Linked DNA regions of Ovis aries: region 1 is linked to region 2. A link is a contact called in public Hi-C data. All regions are on one chromosome and are shown on one strand. The core of a region is the stretch at or near the end of the contact, and the rest is flanking DNA. Distances in the headings are between cores, read along the strand shown. Region 1 has its middle 270 kb from the start of TTC6. Region 2 overlaps MIPOL1 (mirror-image polydactyly 1).

The links. Hi-C and Micro-C count contacts between places; a contact is called where the count stands out from the background.
Region 1: a contact with region 2 is called in a Hi-C map of liver, with 4 times the contacts expected there. The contact joins two enhancer-like sites. A contact is called at or near these places in 6 of 16 Hi-C or Micro-C datasets (hypothalamus, liver, muscle and 2 more).

Annotation. Positions count from the first base shown.
Region 1 is chr18:45,773,274-45,778,434 of ARS-UI_Ramb_v3.0, forward strand. No RefSeq gene overlaps it. Among named protein-coding and RNA genes, the nearest start is that of TTC6, 270 kb to the left of the region's middle. Within about 2 kb of position 2,093, at least 7 of the 54 cell types and tissues checked have an H3K27ac peak or open chromatin away from gene starts, as enhancers often do. A contact at or near this core is called in liver, where this site is marked.
Region 2 is chr18:45,217,379-45,222,421 of ARS-UI_Ramb_v3.0, forward strand. It overlaps MIPOL1 (mirror-image polydactyly 1), which reads left to right. Exons shown (of 18, transcript XR_009597113.1): 2 at 3,547-3,625. Among named protein-coding and RNA genes, the nearest start is that of MIPOL1, 56 kb to the left of the region's middle. Within about 2 kb of position 2,318, at least 2 of the 54 cell types and tissues checked have an H3K27ac peak or open chromatin away from gene starts, as enhancers often do. A contact at or near this core is called in liver, where this site is marked.

The DNA of each region.
Region 1 (5,161 bases), core at 843-3,342, 560 kb after region 2:
GTTAGGGATACCCAAGACGGACGGGTCATGGTGGAGAGTTCTGACAGAATGTGGTCCACTGGAGAAGGGAATGGCAAACCACTTCAGTACTCTTGCCTTGAGAATGGGATGAACAGTCAGTTCAGTTCAGTCCAGTCGCTCAGTTGTGTCCGACCCCATGAATCGCTGCACACCAGGCCTCCCTGTATATCACCAACTCCCGGAGTTCCCTCAGACTCACGTGCATCAAGTCAGTGATGCCATCCAGCCATCTCATCCTCTGTTGTCCCCTTCTCCTCCTGCCTCCAATCCCTCCCGAAAAGGTAAAAAGATAGGACACTGAAAGATGAACTCCCCAGGTCAGAAGATGACCAATAGGCTACCGGAGATCAGAGGAGAAATAACTCCAGAAAGAATGAAGAAGGTTGTACAAGAAACTAAGTGTAATCACAGTATATTACTTGACACAGTATGTTACCTAAGTAATATTTATATAGTTATAATAAAAACAGTGACTATGTTACCAACACTTTCGAGTCTGGCCCCAACAAGGGTCCTCCTGCCTGGTGTCATTAGAACCAATGGAATGAGACCAGGTTTGATTCAGAAGCAAAGCTTTGTTTCTTCCTAAGAGAACGGAGGTGGCTCAGCAGGTAAAGAATCGGCCTACCAGTGCAGAAGACATAAGGGTTCCATCCCTGGGTGGGAAAAGATCCCCTGGACAAGGAAATGGCAACTGGCTCCTGTATTCTTGCCTGGAAAATTCCACGGACAGAGGAGCCTGGGGGGCTACTGTCCTTGGGGTTGCAAAGAGTCGCAGACACTGAGCCAGCACGCACAAAACAGGAAGAGAATGGAAAGGCCTGTGTTTGGGCTCTAGAGGGCATGCTGTCCCCATAGGCCTGGGGCGGGGCTGCTCAGCTGGGTTCTCTGCAGGCACCAGGAATGGGGCGGAACTCGCCTGAGTCTGGGGCAGGCGTCCTGCTCAGGCTTTAGATCACAGCACAGGCGCAGGGTCTCTGCAAGCGACCTGCCGCCGCTATCTTGATCTAAGTGCTGTGCCTGGTCGTCGGCAGTCGTTGGCTGTGTCAGTTGCAGCCCGTGGACTCGGGAACTCTGGTTTGAAGGGCTGGATGCGAGGCCTCTGTGTGTGGCCCTCTATGAACAAGTGAAACGAATCACAAAAGGAAAGAAAAAGGTTAGCCTGTGTTTTATTACCCGGATTCTACTTTAATTTCCCAGGAATTGCTAATGGTCTTTCTTTGCTTGTGACAAATGTAGATATGATTCAAAAAGTAAGACCGATTATTTTTGGAGAATAATGAAGGGAAGAGATGGCGTGATTGAGTTAGTATCTAATCTGCCACAGAAAAAGCCAATAGTAGCAGTAATGCCGGTCGAGTCCGACTCTTTGTGACCCCATGGACTGTAGCCCGCCAGGCTCCTCTGTCCATGGGATTTTCCAGGCAAGGATACTGGAGTGGGGTGCCAGTTCCTTCTCCAGGGGATCTTCCTGACCCAGGGATTGAACCAGAGTCACCTGTGTTGGCAGGTGGATTCTTTACTACTAGCGCCACCTGGGAAGCCCAGCTGGGTCAAGTAACAGGATTATATTATATATTATTTGGAAATACGGAGGCAAATTGGAGAAGAAACGAATTCAAAGACATTGCTCCTGAGGAAAAGGATGAGGAGGATAAGAGGAAGAAAGACTTTGTTTCAGTTATAAGCCTTTTAGTCCTATTTACTTTTTAATTATTTGCATGCAATTTTTAACAGCGTAAAGACCAAAACAAAACAAACCCCCCCCACAGCCACCAAGGAATCCCAACTTTCAGAGCAAACTGAAGGCTTGTTGGGCTTCACCCAGCAGAGGGACTAGCCACCTCAACCCTGTCCGCCCTCTGACTCCCCACCCCTTGCCCGTAGTATAGGGATCCTTCCAGTGTTCTCAAACCCAGAACCAGGAGCACTGATCATAGGATGTGAAGGTTGAAAATGTCCATTAGAGACCACTCTGCATTTTTTCCCGATTTTCCGCGAGGGAATCAAGGCTGTTGGTGAGAGAGTGGCTGGCCCAAAGGCACTGCTCCCTTTTCCTGTCTGAACTGGAGCTTGGGTCTCCCGAGCAGCTGCCACTGCTACAAAGCGTTCCCTCCTTCGAGTTTATTCTGGCCTGTGTGAACATCTCTCTCCTTGCTGCTGACTCTGTCAGCGTCTTGCTTTTCCAACTGCTCTCTTACCTGTGTTCTGTTTTGAGCTTAATTAAGTTTACTTTCGGGGTATTTGGGCTGTTGTGGGGGGTGGGAGGAGTCCTGCGCAATTTACCCTGCCCTCTGCTGCCCTCTGCTGGCGACAGATGATGTTTACTGTTCACCCTTTAGATCTAAGTTACACCAGCCTCATAATGAAATAGTTATTTTTAGCACTTTGGGCTCTAGCTCAGTGAAGAAAATCTTTTCTTTCAGGGAAATAATGTGCCCTCTGACCTGTGCCAGTCTGTGTTGCCCAGTCTAGTTGTTCTAAGCTTCCTTACTTCTTTAACTGTGATCTTTGAACTAATAGTGTACACATTCTACGAGATTGTTAGAAGTGCAGAATCTTGGACCTCACTGAACATTTATTGAAGAAGAATCTGCAGTTTAATCTGAAGTGATTCATGTGCACATGAAATCTGGAGAAGCACCAAACTCAACTAGACTTCAGGAAAGAATTGAGATCAATCTTGTATTGGTGCAGTGCCTACTAAGTTGCTTCAGTTGTGTCTGACTTTTTGTGACCCCATGGACTCTAGCCCACCAGGCTCCTCTTTCCATGGAATTCTCCAGGCAAGAATACTGGAGTGAGTTGCCATTTCCTTCTCCAGGGGACCTTCCCGACCTAGGGATTGAACCCATGTCTCCTGTGTCTCCTGTATTGGCAAGTGGGTTCTTTACCATTAGTGCCACAGAAAGAAATCTTACTACTTGGTAATTATCTCTGATCACTCTAATAGCTTTCCAGTCCTGTTACCTGGTAGTAATCAGTTCTTGCCCAGATACCTTTTTCTGCTCTGTTTATGCCAGGGCAACTGCCTACAATAACAGAGAGGAGAAAGTAGCATAATTGGAGATCTAAGTTTTAAAATTCACAAAATTAAAATTAGTCCATTAAGTCAAATGGTAGAAAGGCATAGCACATGGATTGTGCTACAGTATTTTAATCCTTCTGTATATTTTCTCCTTTCCTCCCACTGTTATTAATAAAAATGTCATATTTTGGCTTTGAAGACAGACTAAAATTATTGGACAAGTTTTTAAAAGCTCTATTTTGTTTATAATTTATAAAATCTCTGTGTATGGCTGAATGGGTACTGAGGAAACATTAATCTGGGGGGTTTTCAGAATGCCAGAAACAGGACATGTTATTAACTGAAGTCTCTCCCATGTTCTCCTGCACAGCTTCGTTCATTCTCAGGCATTTAGTCAGCAAACATTTAGCAAGCACTCACTCTGGGTCTGACACCGTGTTGGTGCTGAGACTTTATGGTAGGTACAGCTCCTGCTTTCATGGATCTTCCAGTCTAAGTCAAGCCATTAAAGACATTAGGGTTTAATAAAATTGTATCAAGTGCTAAAAGAGAAAGTTAGGGTGATGGAAGATAGGTTGGTTGGCGTCCATGAAATGAATGACACTTAATGGACACTGGAGTTGGTGAAGAGTAGAGGTAAGAGCATTTTAGGCAGAAAAGTCCCTGAGAGGAGCAGGAGCAGGGTGGGAGCACTAGGAAGGTGACCGTGGCTCCAGCACAAGGATGGAGGGAAAGTCTCCTGAGAGGGGACCTGTGACGTGTATGCAGGTCAAATCTGCAGGGCTTCATAGGACCTGGAACTTAGTTGGGGATTTATCATTAGAACAATGGGAGACACTGGGGAGTTAAACTCAGGGGAATCACATGATATGATCATTTTGTTCTCACCAGCGTGCTGTCTTTCATACAGACTGAAGCTGGCCCTGGATCTCTGGCCCACGGCACCATTTTGGGGAGGACAAGTCTTTGGGTTGAGTGTAGGCTCTGTGTCCTTGGGGTGGCTCATCACTCTCTCACTCTTTCCTTCTCCGCATCTGGGTGTGTGGTGACTCTCTCAGGGAGTAAACTGCTGAGGCCCAGGTTCTAGGATAGACATATCCCACTGCGTCCAGTGAGATGAGCAGGAGGCCTAGTCTCCGCCTTCCCCACTCTGCCTATAGCCTGTGTCTGTTTCTGTCAACTCTCTGAAACAGGTCCTTGCTTTTTTCTCTCCTAGCCAGCTCCCTGCTCCAAAGTGTCATAACCTCTCTGAAGTTTTCTCCCCCATGAAATATTCTGACTCCATATGAAGTGACGCTTTTTCTTTAAAAATAAGCCTCCAGCGTTTCAAGGTTAAGGATATCTTTCTTTAGGCTTAAAGCAGGCACTGATGTCAGTTCATCCCTGGGTAGAATCACTGGAAAGGGAGGTTCAAAGGGAGAGTTCTACTTTGGCAAGAAGAATCTCAGAAGAATGATTTCGCTCAAAAAGATTTCCTTCTGGAGGAAGTACTTACACTATTCTAGAGGGAGGAGGTGGATTGTTTAGAATCTCTGAAAACTTAGTAGGAGGCATTTATAATTTTATAGCTTTTGAAGAAAGATACTTTTGTGTTGGAATATAATTGCTTTACAAAGTTGTATTAGTGATAATGTTAGTCTATTATTGAAAAACTATTGAATGAAATACACTGTTTAAGGTTTCCTAACAGAACTATTTTACATAAATAATATTTCATACAGTACTTTGAAAAATATTTATGTATTTTTTTTTGGCTGTGCTGGGTCTTCCTTGCCGCGTAGGCTTTTTCCTAGTTGTGGCGAGCAGACTGCTCATTGCAGTGGCCTCTCCTGTTGTGGAACATGGGTTCTCGGGTGTATGGACTGAGCAGTTGTGGCTCCCGGGCTCTAGAGCATGGGCTCAATAGTTGTCGCACGTGGGCTTAGTTGTTCCATGGCACGTGGCATCTTCCCAGACCAGAGATCAAACCCGTGTCTCCTGCATTGGCAGGTGGATTCTTTACCACTGAGTCACCAGGGAACATACAGTACTTAATGTCTGTCTTTGTCATAAGCTCCACGGACAGTCAAGCCCATGGGCCATATTAACTGACCACTTGAGTTCACGGCTGAG
Region 2 (5,043 bases), core at 1,068-3,567:
CTGTAACTTGTTTTTTCTTATTTCACTTATTCCAAGACTTAAAAATAACTTGGAGGAATGAGGTTAGGCCTCTGATGGAGACGATTTCATTTTAACACATGCTGATATGATATGTTCTGTTATAGTAAAGATTTTATTTTTCTTTTTTATATGGGTAATTTTTTCCCACATTACTTAAAGATGAACTTGTTAGATTTTATTTTGCTGCTTGAACCTGGTAACGTTAGTAATGTTAAAGCATTTAACATATTTTGTCTGTGATATAATGATTTAGCACTTTGATTAAGTAGCCTAGTTTATGTATCTACTCTGAAATCATCCCACTAATTTTAACATGAAGATGTAATTTCTGATTTAAACAAGTTCTTGGTATCAATCTTTAAGGTGAGTGTGAGGAAAAGAATCAGAATCTTATTAGTCTTATCCTTTGTCCTAAAATGAATAGATGTGTAAAATATGTTGCATGTTTACAAAAATCTTCTATTCTATTACAATATGTAGATCTGTAAGTTGTAATTGTTTGAATCATTAGAACATCTAATTTTTGCTTGACAATATGCAAATGTGCCATTAAATCTGTTTTTTAAGATTTTTCCAGTTTAATGTCTGAATCCAAATTCATAAAGAGTTGGAAAAATGAGATGTCTGAGCTATAGGATTCACAGGGATTTCATATGAAGCCTATTTAATCAGGATAACACGGTTATTAATATTCATAATGTCAGCTGGAACACAAATGACAGACTATGGGGCCTAAAAATTTTACTTGGTGAATTTATTAAAAGTAGCTTAAAAAATTAATGAAATTGAAGTAAAGTTGGTGAATATGAAAATCTTGTGTTAGCAGAAAAAAAATCTCTATTAGAACTTTCTTTAAGACCATTTTGCATTGATGTCTTTTGACAGATTTCATTGGTACTTAAAGAAGAAAGATGCATGAATGGTCATTTAAGAGGATTTAAACACATTGGCACATTAATTTTTACATGAATAATAAGTACTTTCCAAAAGCAATTAACTTACAGTGTACAAGATATGAATTGAAAAATAAGACTGTGACATCAAGGGCAAAGCAAATGTGCTGTACATTTTAAACTTAGTGGCAGGACTTTTTAATATTTTGGTTTATTTCTATAGTTTGCATAGGCTGTGACTTAGAATATAGTTATTTTACTGCATTTGAAAGCATAGTAGAAAGGAATATTGTTCCCTCCCGGACTAAAAAAATTGATACTGATAAGCATTATCCCCTGCAAGTATCTATTGCATTTATTGGAGAATTAAACACTTGTTTTTTGTTTTTTTTTTTTTCTTTAAAATTATTTTTCCTTTTAGAAACAAGTTCACCAGGAAACCAGCTCCCCTAAACACTTGTTATACCATTGTTTATGTTTGAGCATATGTTCAATTTTGTACAAAGTTTAAGGGATGATTCTGAATAGGCTTAGTGATACAAATACATATGTGTTAACATAGTCTTACTGGTTATATCATAACTTAAATGTGTAAAAAATACATTTCTAAAAGTATAGTGTAAGAAATTTAGTTGATACACATCAGGTAGTATTCAAGTAAATTTGTTCTGAATGTTAGCCTAAAAAAGTAAAAAGTTGGGAATGGCTTAAGTAAAACTGGGGTGTTTTATTTTGTGTACTGCCTGCTATTTATGTTTTAAAATGAGCTTGTAATGATATTATACAGGTGCTGTAGGTCTTTTTTGTTATTGTTGTTATTGGAGTTCATTAAAAACAATTAGTTTAGACCATTTTGTATAGTCACAGTAATACTGAGTGTTTTGTTTTATATCCATCAGAGATTATTTTTTTTATCCATTTTTAGTACTTATAAAATCATAGCTTAAATCTCTAGCAGTCTAGTTAGGGTTTACCATTGAGAGAATATAGGTGTTGGTCTGACAGTCCGAGAGGGAACTAGAAGTTTCACTTGCAGCCAGTGTCCTATATGAATGATTTAGTTTCATCAGATTATAGGAATTGCCTGGTATGTTTTGGGACTCATATTCAGAACTTGAATGGAAAAATCACTAATTACTAGAGTGTGAAAAAATTATCACAATAAGCCATAAATGAAAATCTTTTGCTTAAGGAATGAAATCAAATTTATATATAAATATATATATATGTGTGTATATATATATATATTTCTTTTTTTTTTCCTTTTTAGTGTCCTTTTAAAACTTAGATTTTGGGTAAGGGGAAATGTTTTGTTTTTGGCTCTGAAGTATTCACTTATATGCCCAGGAGAGGGCAGCATTTTACTATATCAGTCTCATAAAAGAATTAGCCCTACTTAGACTGTCAATGTTTCTTGTAATTACTCCCAGTATATTTGTTGCTTGCTTATGAATTAACTTGCATTTATGGAACTAAATCATTCCAATCATTTAATTACACCTGAGGAGCTGAACTATAATTGCTTGCTTCCAACTAGGATCTGATATGGCTTGAGCAGTATTAATTTGGTGTTTACTTTTCTGAGTGCTAAAAGCATTAAAATGATTGTGCAATGGGATTACATTTTACTAATTGCTGGCATTCATTAGCTGGGTAAATGATGAGGAAGAGTGACTGTATATCGCAAAGGGATAAAATTATGGTTTTAAATAGTATATTACTAAGCACATTAAGGCCTGTAAGGCATGTTTTAAAATACTCCAGAGGTTATTAAAGACTGTATTTTCTACATGTCTTGCTATATGAATCTCTTATTAAAAGACTGCAATTATTATTAACCTTTTTGGGCAATATGGAAGGAAATGGCTTCATTGACTGGAACATATTTCTTTGATATTAATAACTTCCTATATTTTCAGTTAATCCAAAAGTAAATGAGGAACTTAGAAAAAGATTGCCAACTCCAGATCAACATATTTAGAGAAAATTGGAATAGGAGAAGCTTGCTACAGCTTTATTTGAGGACTTTTTAAAGAACGCAGAGTTCTAGCTGTGAGGTGAATCTAATTTTATTATTCTCTTTAAAAGCATGCAAAAAAGTGAACTTGCATAGCTTTGATCATATTTATTATGAAAACAAATGCAAGAGAGAAATACCAATAATTCCACAAGCTGAAAATAACCTTTAAAAAAATTAGAGTAACATTTTAAAATTACACACTATGAAATATTTATGTGCAAATATACATTCAAATAAATAAGTTTGAAATTTTTGCTATAAACTTATGACAAATAGAGTAAAATTTTTATTTTTCTTAAATTGTTGAAGTTGTATTAATAGTTGCAGAAGACTTAAGTTAAATAAATTGAATAGTTCCCTAACCAAAGGAGCAAGAATGTCTAGACACTTACCCTTGAACTGTATTTACTAAAATGTAAGTGTGAATGAAAGAACTATTTTTCTGAGAAAAAAGATTTAATTTCACGTGTTGAAATATACAGTTAATTGTCCTATTATAAGTGTTTTAGAAAACCAGTTATCCTGTAAATTCTCTCTTAAACAAAGGTAAGATTTAGGTGTGTTCTGATATATTGTTTTAAGTTTATTTATCTAGAGTTGGCTTTATTTTAGCCTCAAATCTTGGCGCAGAAACCAGAGACATTGCCAGAGCAAACAAGAACAGAAGTGCAAATGGAGGACTGGTCAAAAGGTAAGGACTTTTAAGGTATTAATACCAAACCCCAGGTGATGTGCTACTTTAAGGCACTGAATGAAGTGTGTTTGTTCTAACCAGTGTATTAGACAGGAGCAGATAAGCACAAGCACACACGCACGCACACATGCAAGGAAGGAAGTATACACAGAAAGACCCACATTCTGCAAAAGAGACACAAGGAGAAAGAGAAAAGGCACAGAGCAAGAGACACTGAAAGAGAAAAAGGAAAGCAGACACACAAAGAGAAAGACACACACCCACAAAGTGATAGAGGAGATTGAGAGAATGACTAGTAGAGAAATGCATGCAGAGAGGCAAACTCAGAGAAAGAAACCCAAACAGAGAAAGGAGACACAGACACAGGGGGGAGATGGTAAACTCAATGAAAAAGACACAGGTACACATATAGAGGTACACAGAGAGAGACGCATGCATAGATACACACAAGAAGACACACATCCCGAGACTCATGGAGAGGTACCGGAGTAAGAGAAACAGACATCCTGTGACAGAGAGAGAGGAGTTGGGCGGAGACGGGAAAGGGACACACTGAGAGAGGGGGGCACCTGTGTACACGCAGACACTCTCAGAAAGAGACAGAGATGAGCACAAAGAGACATGGAAGATACACATACATGCAGAGACAGACATGTAAGGAGAGGAGACACACATACACAGAAAAACAGAGACACATACAGAGACACTTGTACACTAAAAGGCGCACTCAGAGACAACCACAGAAAAACAGTCAAAGGGGGATTCTCCCTAAAGAGTCAGAGCCACAGACACTCGCAGAGATGTGCAGAGGAAAGCGGATGTGCACAGGCAGAGGAGAGAGCAGTCAGAGAGAAACACAGTCTGAAAGACAGACAGACAAAGAGATGTCCTGCCAAAGGGAGAAATAGTGGAAGGGTGGATGGGATGGAGGGATGGATGGATGGATGGATGGATGGATGGATGGATAGGTACAAACGTAGGTAGATAAGTAGAGGACACCCATCTGTGTGTAGAGCAAGGTAGAATAAGTGCTACACAGACAGGTTTTAAAAATGTTTGGTTTTTATTTGAGGTCTTTTACTAAATGTGGATACAGTTGCAAATCTGAAATCCTTGGATAACAAATCATTCTGAATATAGTATGACGTATAGTTGAAGACTTGAAATTTTATGTTCGTCATTTTTATGTCCTCTGAATTTTTCCAAATAGAATTATTATCGAAACATTGCACACATCTCTCTTTCCCCTCTTCTTCAACAGGGCTTTCTTTACCATTTATCAACCACACTGTTACCTTTTTTGGAAGGTTAAAGGCCATTTGAGGGAACTCTTCTGTCATCCTTGAACTAAATCAGTTAATAGCTACATTCTTGCGAGATACAGAAAGATGCTACACTGAGTATATCTTTTTTGA